2 separate regions of the Danio rerio genome follow, and region 2 is linked to region 1. A link is a contact called in public HiCAR-type data. All regions are on one chromosome and are shown on one strand. The core of a region is the stretch at or near the end of the contact, and the rest is flanking DNA. Distances in the headings are between cores, read along the strand shown.

Evidence for each region. HiCAR-type assays count read pairs that join an accessible place to other places.
Region 2: a contact with region 1 is called in a HiCAR-type map of caudal fin, with 4 times the contacts expected there. The contact joins two enhancer-like sites. A contact is called at or near these places in 2 of 18 Hi-C or Micro-C datasets (caudal fin and embryo) and 1 of 4 datasets of contacts at active chromatin or transcription factors (caudal fin).

Annotation. Positions count from the first base shown.
Region 1 is chr2:42,604,835-42,609,153 of GRCz12tu, forward strand. The region is part of intron 1 of LOC141378646; the gene reads right to left. Among named protein-coding and RNA genes, the nearest start is that of cbln7, 21 kb to the left of the region's middle. Within about 2 kb of position 2,732, at least 6 of the 62 cell types and tissues checked have an H3K27ac peak or open chromatin away from gene starts, as enhancers often do.
Region 2 is chr2:42,668,240-42,672,405 of GRCz12tu, forward strand. All of the region lies in intron 2 of spsb4a (splA/ryanodine receptor domain and SOCS box containing 4a), which reads right to left. All of the region lies in intron 1 of LOC141378646, which reads right to left. Among named protein-coding and RNA genes, the nearest start is that of zgc:136870, 24 kb to the left of the region's middle. Within about 2 kb of position 1,937, at least 9 of the 62 cell types and tissues checked have an H3K27ac peak or open chromatin away from gene starts, as enhancers often do.

The DNA of each region.
Region 1 (4,319 bases), core at 1,482-3,981:
GGTACACATATATAAGAATTAGTGTATTGGACACAAATAAGAAGAAGCGTGCATGAGATGGCATTCTGAATCCCAGGATCTTAGGCATTTACAACTTAATAAAAAAGAGACACAGGAGTTAACCAGGTTCAGGATTTTCCCAAAAAGCTAGTTAAAAACTAAGCTTGTTAGTTCACCTAAAAATGAAAATTGTGCTATTAATTTCTCACGCCAATTTTGTTCCAAACCACTGAGAAGAAAGTGTTGAATAAAGTCCTTATTTTGTTTAATACACACACAAATGTGTTCTCTGAGCTTGATACAATTCCGATTGAACCACTGAAGGCATATGGTCTGTTTTGAGTAAGTTTTTCATACCTCACTAGACTTTGAACATGTCAAAAACTGACCTATGGAGGATAAGGGAGTCAGTTTCATCTGAATTGTCCTAATTTGTATCAAAAAGATGAACAAAGGCTTCAAGAAATTGAATCAAGATGAGGGTAATTAATTACATCATTTTCACTTTTGGCTATATGAACTATCCCTTGAAGTCGGATTAAAACTAAAGTCTTCGGCAATGGAGGAAAGTGATCTAAAAGGACAATCTAACTTCATCTCACAATATCAGCTGCTAGTTCACCTCTTGAAGCTAGGGGAGTTAGATTTACTAGCACAGCTCCTACTAGCCCTCTCTTATACTAACTGCTGCAAAATCTCACTCCCATCCAGGTCACTGAAATGTAATCCTCGTAGTATTACTCGTTATTATTCGGAATCCTAGGTTCTTAGGCATTTACAGCTTGGTGAAAGAAAAAAAACACAGTGGTTAACCACGATTTTAAGAAAAACTAAGCTTGTTAGTTCCCCCCAAAAATGACAATTATGTTATCAATTACCCATTATTTAGTTTAATCCACACACAAATGTGTTCTCTGAGCTTCATAAAATTCTGATTGAACCAGGCATATGGTCTGTTTTGAGTATGATTTCCATATCTTTGTGGACAGGGCGGGATTAAGAACACATTGGGCCCTATATATATATATATATATATATATATATATATATATATATATATATATATATATATATATATATATATATATTGTTGTTATTATTATTGTTATTATTATTATTAATTTACTAATTCAAATCAATATCTAATTTTACATCATTTGATTTATATTTGATTATTATACATTTTTCTATTTTATTAAAATAGGCCTGCAAGTATACAAAACTAAGTAATAACATTATGAACTTTGAAGTTCAAACAAGCTGCAAAAATCAGCAAAAAAAACAAACAAAAAAACAAAACAAAAAACATTTGCAATACTTCCTAAATTAGCGTTTGATAATAAATACTTTGAATAGGGGTTTACCTTTAAAATATTTATTTAGAACCACAGCTGACCATAAATCCCTAATGATATAATATCTTTAATATCCATGCTTCAAATATCCAAAATATCTTATTGTGGTCTTCTGAGTTACAGAAGGCTGGCATCCTTATTTTGTTTATTTATTGCATCAGATGTATTGTCTAATGAAAGTCAGCGCCAACATGGCATTGCTCCATACTGTCGTTTTCACAAAAGGGGCAAAGAAAACATTCCTAAAGTTTGGTTTCCAACTGGTTAAGTTAGACTTACTGTAATAACCGAGTGTTTTTACTTGTTTGAGTCCAGCTGTAACCGCCGCGGCTGAGACAGCGCAGTCCTTTCAGTATGATTCCGCCTATCCCAGCTTCTGTTATTACATGTACAAGTGTATCAGTGATGAAGACTGTTTGAATTTTATTTTTTGTTCCCCTACGAGCTTGGTTTTCATGGTAGTGCCAAAATAAAGGACTGTTCTGGGAAAATTGGGACGTCTGATGACTAAAACAGGGCTATTCAATATTCTGATTGGGCTACAGCCCCTCTGAGCCCCAGTTTAGCACAGGCGTCACTGTTTTTGAACAGCAGCGAATCGAAAGGAATACTTCACATTATCAACGAGAGAAAGCAAAGAGACGTTTCCCGCGTCATAGCAAATTAGTTCTTCAGCCAATCAAGGGCCGCCTTCTTCCATGGGCCCTGAGGCTTGAGCCTCATCTAGCACTTACGTTGGTCTGTGTGGAACAAAATCAATGTCTAAAGTCTTGAATTAAAAAGCTTGTTGAATATCACAAACTGAAAAAATAATACACCGTATTAACAAGTTCTTGCATTTTAATTCAAGACTTTTGGCATTGATTTTGTTCCATAGGTCTGGCCCTGTTTGTGGACTTTGACCTTGTCAGAAACTGACCTATGGAGGACAAGGGAATCAGATTTCACCTGAAATATCTTAATTTGTATCCTAAAGATGAACAAAGGCTTCAAGAAATTGAAACAACATGAGGGTAATAAAATACATCATTTTCATTTTTGGCTGAACAAACCCTTGAATGAAAAACCTTCACGTTTCTTGCCGATTATAAAGGACTGCATTTAATTATTCCACCAGGGCTGCATCTCAAAGAAACAATCTGTACCCCTGGATTTCCTCTTTTAATAGCCATGGCACATGAATAGGAAATCTGCAACGAGAACACCACAACAAAAGGTGCTGTCTCCAGTGTTTTCTCAGCAAAGTACATTTGCCAGCACTGTTTTCTTCTACCATCAGTGATGTTGTGACCAGCTCAGGCCAGGATGCACCTGCGTGTGGAAGCTGAGGTCATTTAGGACACGAAGATCTTTTCCCCAGACCATCACTGCCACCGGCTCCCTATTTATACCCTCATTCTCTCGCGCACACACACATACACAACAGCCACAGACCCACAGGGAAGGAAGCACATAAAGGAAGTCTCACTTTTTTTGGTTAACACACATCTCTCAAGGTCTCCCAGTGGTGGATCAGCTCTCGGCCTCCTATTTACACCCTGGTAAGTTAAGGAAATAGCCAGTGGCTCATGTCTACACAGCATATGGAGAATCACACTGGGAGGAAGTCAGTACAATACTCATTTCCAAGAGCTCAACAATCGCCTGCTAACGATGAAGGACATAATACATAAACAAGCAGTGATTCCCAAGCTTCGAAAGGATTTGCACACAAACGTAGACAACTTCGGCCATTCCCTCAAGGCTGGAAACACACAGAACAGGCTGTTCCTCCTTTGGTTAAAGATGTTTGTTAGTGATTTAAGACAGGACTGGGAGGAAACAGAGGATTGGGAGGATCAATGTCCTGGCTTAAACCGCAGCTTTGATCAGGGCTCCATCTCTGTACCTGCGCTCTCAGATCAGTGTTATTCAATTACAAAGAGCTGATTCCAAATGTGAAAGAGAGAAGCCAAAAAAAGTCAATTTTCATGCCGTCGCAGAAGGACAGTATCTCACCATCTGACATTGATTTCCAATACGAGAGTTCTAACATGTCTAGATGCAGTAAAACAGGATGAGATTACTCTAAACTGGCCTATCACATTATTAAAAGCAAAAATCAGTAAAAGCATTCTCCATTATCTTAAAAAAAAAAAAAAACACACCATTTATCATTCGCTGACCTAAATGGAGGATCAGTATAGAGCTTTTACTGCAACATATGCATATATATGATTTGATCTGAGCTGGATTATGGAGGTATTTTGTAGGACTAAACATTTAATATATATATAGCTTTAGCATCCATTACACCGGTCTGTAGTGTCACATGTTTGTTGCTGTGAATGCTCCTATACCGAATTGGTGCTCATTCCATATTATCAATGCTTAAAAACAGTTTATTTTTGTGAAAATCCTGATAAATATTTTGCTTCTTTTTTTTTCTAACATTTTTAATAGAAATATTATATACATTATGAAAACTGTTACTGTCAATTTTAATAATATATAATATATAGTATTACAAAAAGATTACTTTCTTAAAAATGCCAGTGACATTCGTTTGAATAATTGTGTGCACTAGTTGTACATATATTTTAAAATTTGCGTCATACTAATACTAATTTAAAATGACAATATTATATTAGACCAGATCGAAAACTTAACTCTATAGCCACTTTTTGCTAGCATATAATTTTACCTGTCCTACATAGGGTTGGGAACTGAAACCCTGTGCTATGCAACCGGTATGCACCAGACTGAATCTGCATATGGATTTTTGGTTCCTAATTTTGGGTGCCACTGGTGCTGCGACAAAAGCGTAAGAAGCAGCAAGGAGTACATCAAATGCATACAAAAGTATGTGTTGTCACACCATAAATATTTAATTTGAAACAACTAGAGGTATGGACACCATCCTCAATGTTAAGGCGGATTTTATTCACCTTATTCTTATTCTTTATACACCTTTATTCTTTCTCA
Region 2 (4,166 bases), core at 687-3,186, 63 kb after region 1:
GCATTTTAAAACGAAAACGCATTAGTGTAAGTGGGGCCTGAGCCTGGTTTCTCTCAAGTTTTTTTTTTTCCTTCACTATCGTCAATCAGTGAAGTTTGTTCCCTGCCGCTGTTGCCACTGGCTTGCAGGGTTTGGGACTTGTGGAGCTGCGCATCGATGGATTTGCTCTTCACTGTTTGAACTCTCAGCCGTGAAAATTAAACCACACTGAACTGAACTTCAACTCTGAAAATTGGACTGACACGGTTTCAATTTACAATAATCTTCTATGGTAAGCTGTTTGACACAATATACATTGTAAGTGCCATAGAAATAGAGATGAAATTAATTGAATTTTAGGCTAAATTGCCCACCCCTATTTCAAACTAATTCAAATTGTATTTTTGTCTTTGTATTTTTTTACACTCACAATGCTGGTAGACCCATTTTATAAATCATCAAGGACGTCAGTTAAATTATTGTGTTAGACGGCCAGAAGGTGAGTAAATTAAGCAAATTAAGTGAACTGCCCCCTAAAGGCCATGGGGGGAGATTTTTACTCACACATCTCTCATAAAATCGGATGTCAATTAACATGTAGATCATTTAACTGTGGTTCTTGAGCACAACACGAACAACTAAAACACAAATACACTTCACTGAACACATAAACATGACCTATTTATAACAGCAGATTAAATATGTTTATTGATAATAACTTTAACAGTTAAATGCTATTAGTTGCTAGTTAATTAGTCAAGCTATGGTAACTCACAACCTTAACTTTTCTGAATTTGTAATGCAATAATGTGCACATTTTCTAAAGGTGCTTTTGCATTAATATTTATTCTGAAAAGTGGTATACAAACGAACTTGAATTGAAATATAATTAGAATATTTTAGACAATTATAATATATTAGATATTTTCTTTAAATAACTCATGTACATAAATGTCTAAGTTGAATCATAAGCAGCCGTTATTCCAAATATATGCAAGATCAAATTGAATGTATCAATACTATTAATACTCCAATAAAATAATACAAATTAAGAATATAATATAAAATAATAAAAGTATTACTCTATTAAAAGTATTTGGAATTTGAATTAGAATGACAAGAGGCATACTTGTAGCTCGAAGTGAATAATGGCATTGAGAAATTATGTTTGTATGTATGAACACAAATGACACAAAGATCAATAACAGCTAAATATAACAGAGGGGTGAGGGAAATGTACAGATCAAGTGTGCATCACAAGCACTGAAAGGTGAAGGCAAAACACTTAGAGCGCCCCCTTATGGTGGGTTGTAGTACAGGTCACATGCCCAGTCTATGTAAACAAATACATGAGCCATACTGTACTAAGCAACTGCAGTATGTATGATTACTGATGCATGTTTTTATTTTTATTTTTTGTGATCTACTCATGATTACTATTATACAGGGTGGGCCATTTATATGGATAAACCTTAATAAAATGAGAATGGTTGGTGATATTAACATCCTGTTTGTGGCACATTAGTATATGTAAGGGGGCTTGTAAATAACTTATGAAAGAATAAAGTTACATTTAAAACAAACCGCACCATTGCTTTTCTTGTGAAATTCCCAATAAGTTCACAAAGGTGTATCCATATAAATGGCCCAGCCTGTACAAAGACGCATTTTGCCTTCCTTTTTTTTTGTCAGTGCAAGAAAGCGGAGATGCACCATCAATCTTTTTTCATAATCTACTGTGTGTATAGACAAAATAAAAACAGACTGCAGGTAAAAATGTGAAATCACTCGAAAGAACAAAATCTGGAATAAATATACGATGTCTATCCTGCTGAATTTCGATAAATATATAATCGCATAGTCACCCATCCTAACACATCCCAAACATGTGGGTACGTGTGTGCAGTGGTGAGTCTTGTTCAGGGCCTGCCTGCTGCTTTTCATTTGCAGTGCGATGAATCACAGCGGCAGTGATAAACACTGTTCCACTGGCGTGCAGATAACTTCTCGGGGTGCTGTCACTCACACAAACAGTGCTCAGCAGAACGGGCAGACGTGGGCTCCATCGAAGCACAGAAGCGTCTTACTTCTCGCACTCTCTTTTTCTCTCTCACAAAAACCTGCTCGCAATTTGTACGCACACACTTATAATCAGACGCAAATAACTCTCTCTCACACTCGCGCTCTGTCTCACACAATCAGTGTTTCCAGGCTTCCCTCACAAGACTCTCGAGTGTTCTTGCAGAGTTACTTTCTACTTATAGGTCTATGTTATTCTCACTTATGTATGGGTTTTATAGATATGGCATATTAAAACTTAATGAGATGCTTGCTTACTAAGCAATTTCTGGACTTCACAGCAATGTTGTTGCAGAAAGAATGTCTAGGCAATAGACACAAGTCTAATAATGTCTAAAAGTATTATTTTATTAAGCAAGTCAACTGGTTTTGAAACACTATGCATGTCAAATATGTTGTTAAATTAGAAATTTCACTATTTATTTAAAAAACTGAGATTGCAGAACAATTCTAAAGCTACTAGGTCATCTTATGATGGCTAGCATGTTATCTATGTAGGCTGTTTACTACGTTTTGGAACACTTGATGAGTTTTCAGTAGCCAGTCGAGATCTAGTACCATTTCCAAATTACCAATGCATTTCAAGAGTTCACACATTGATATTACTTGATACTAATTGCAGGTTTGACATGCTGTTCGGTGACAGAACCCTGAGAATATTGAGCCCACTGCTCCCACCTGGCCATCTAGCGTGTAAGGAGTAAGGAGGTCAAAGATCAGGAAGTTCTTGAGAGCTCCCCCTGGAGGGGGAATTCTGCATAAAAATATGAAGATAAGGGAAGTAGGATGAAATTGGCTATTTGTTGTAGGCTTGGATTAATCTGTTTATCAATAATTGCAGATGAGAGTCCAGCCACAATCAATCATATTCTCCACTCAAAATTAGTTTATAAAACTTCACTTTGTGACCACTTGTGAGCGATTCCAGCGTTATGGATGTGACATTTGCAGTAAAATCTCAAAACATAAGTTGACAGAGAAAGTAAATGTTACAGTTATATTGAAACATCTGTTTATATGATATCCAAAACAACTCACCACAGAATTATGGGAGCAGAAAAATCTCTAAACATTGTATTTGGATTCCCCCTTTCCATTTCCTTTTTTTATGCTACATCAGTGGACAACAAAAGTACTATTGAACTTAAGTTATATGAGCTTAGAAGTGACAAGCTTATATATGTTTTCACTTTTTGCATATTTAGCACTGTCTGCTTATAATCAGACTGATGAAAATGCACCATAATATTAGAAGTAAATGCTCAAAAAAATGGCCTAATTAGACATTATTTCTGGACATCAAAGTCGTGTTTTGTTGTAGCTAGATAGATTAGGATTATTGCTTTATTGGGTTTAGAAAAATCATTCGTATTGTGCCCCAAAAGTAACACTAAAACAAACAGTTTAATTAGTTAATCAAATTACGAGGGCACGTAGTCCTAATATTTTAAAAATCGTTTGTTCATTCATTCGTTCATTCATTTATTGTTAGGCTGTTTTTTTTATGATGTGTAACATTACCTACAGTACAATGTATGAATTGGCCAGCCTGATCTCATGAGGAAACTTAACTATTTTGAGTTAAATGTACAATTTTAAAAAGGAGGAATGGCACCCAGACCTTAAACCTAATCGCCATTGGGGGATGAGCAAATTGTACTAAATTGTACGAATGAGATTGTACGAATTCATACAAATTAGCCACTAAAGGAAAAAGTTACGAATTTCCGTGAGATTGCGTTGGAATTAACTGCTTAATTTAGCAGTTCAATCTTTTATACAGCAGTTAATTTATTGGTATTTATATTAATTATGAATATAAAATTATATTTTGACTAACAATAATACAACATAGGAACAGTGCAATTTATAACCAATTTTTCAGAAAATACAGTAGGCATATTTCTAGCTTAATCTATCTAAAATCTACTTGAGAGCTTACTACATTCTGAGACACCATTTCTATTTTGATATTCCATGCCATTATCTCCCACAAGTGAATATAGTTTCTCAAAAAACTGCGCCTTTAACCCTTAAAAATTCTATTTAGGCCAATCAGTAGATCCGTAACAACCCCTATGATGTACAACTATTATGACTGGCAGCTA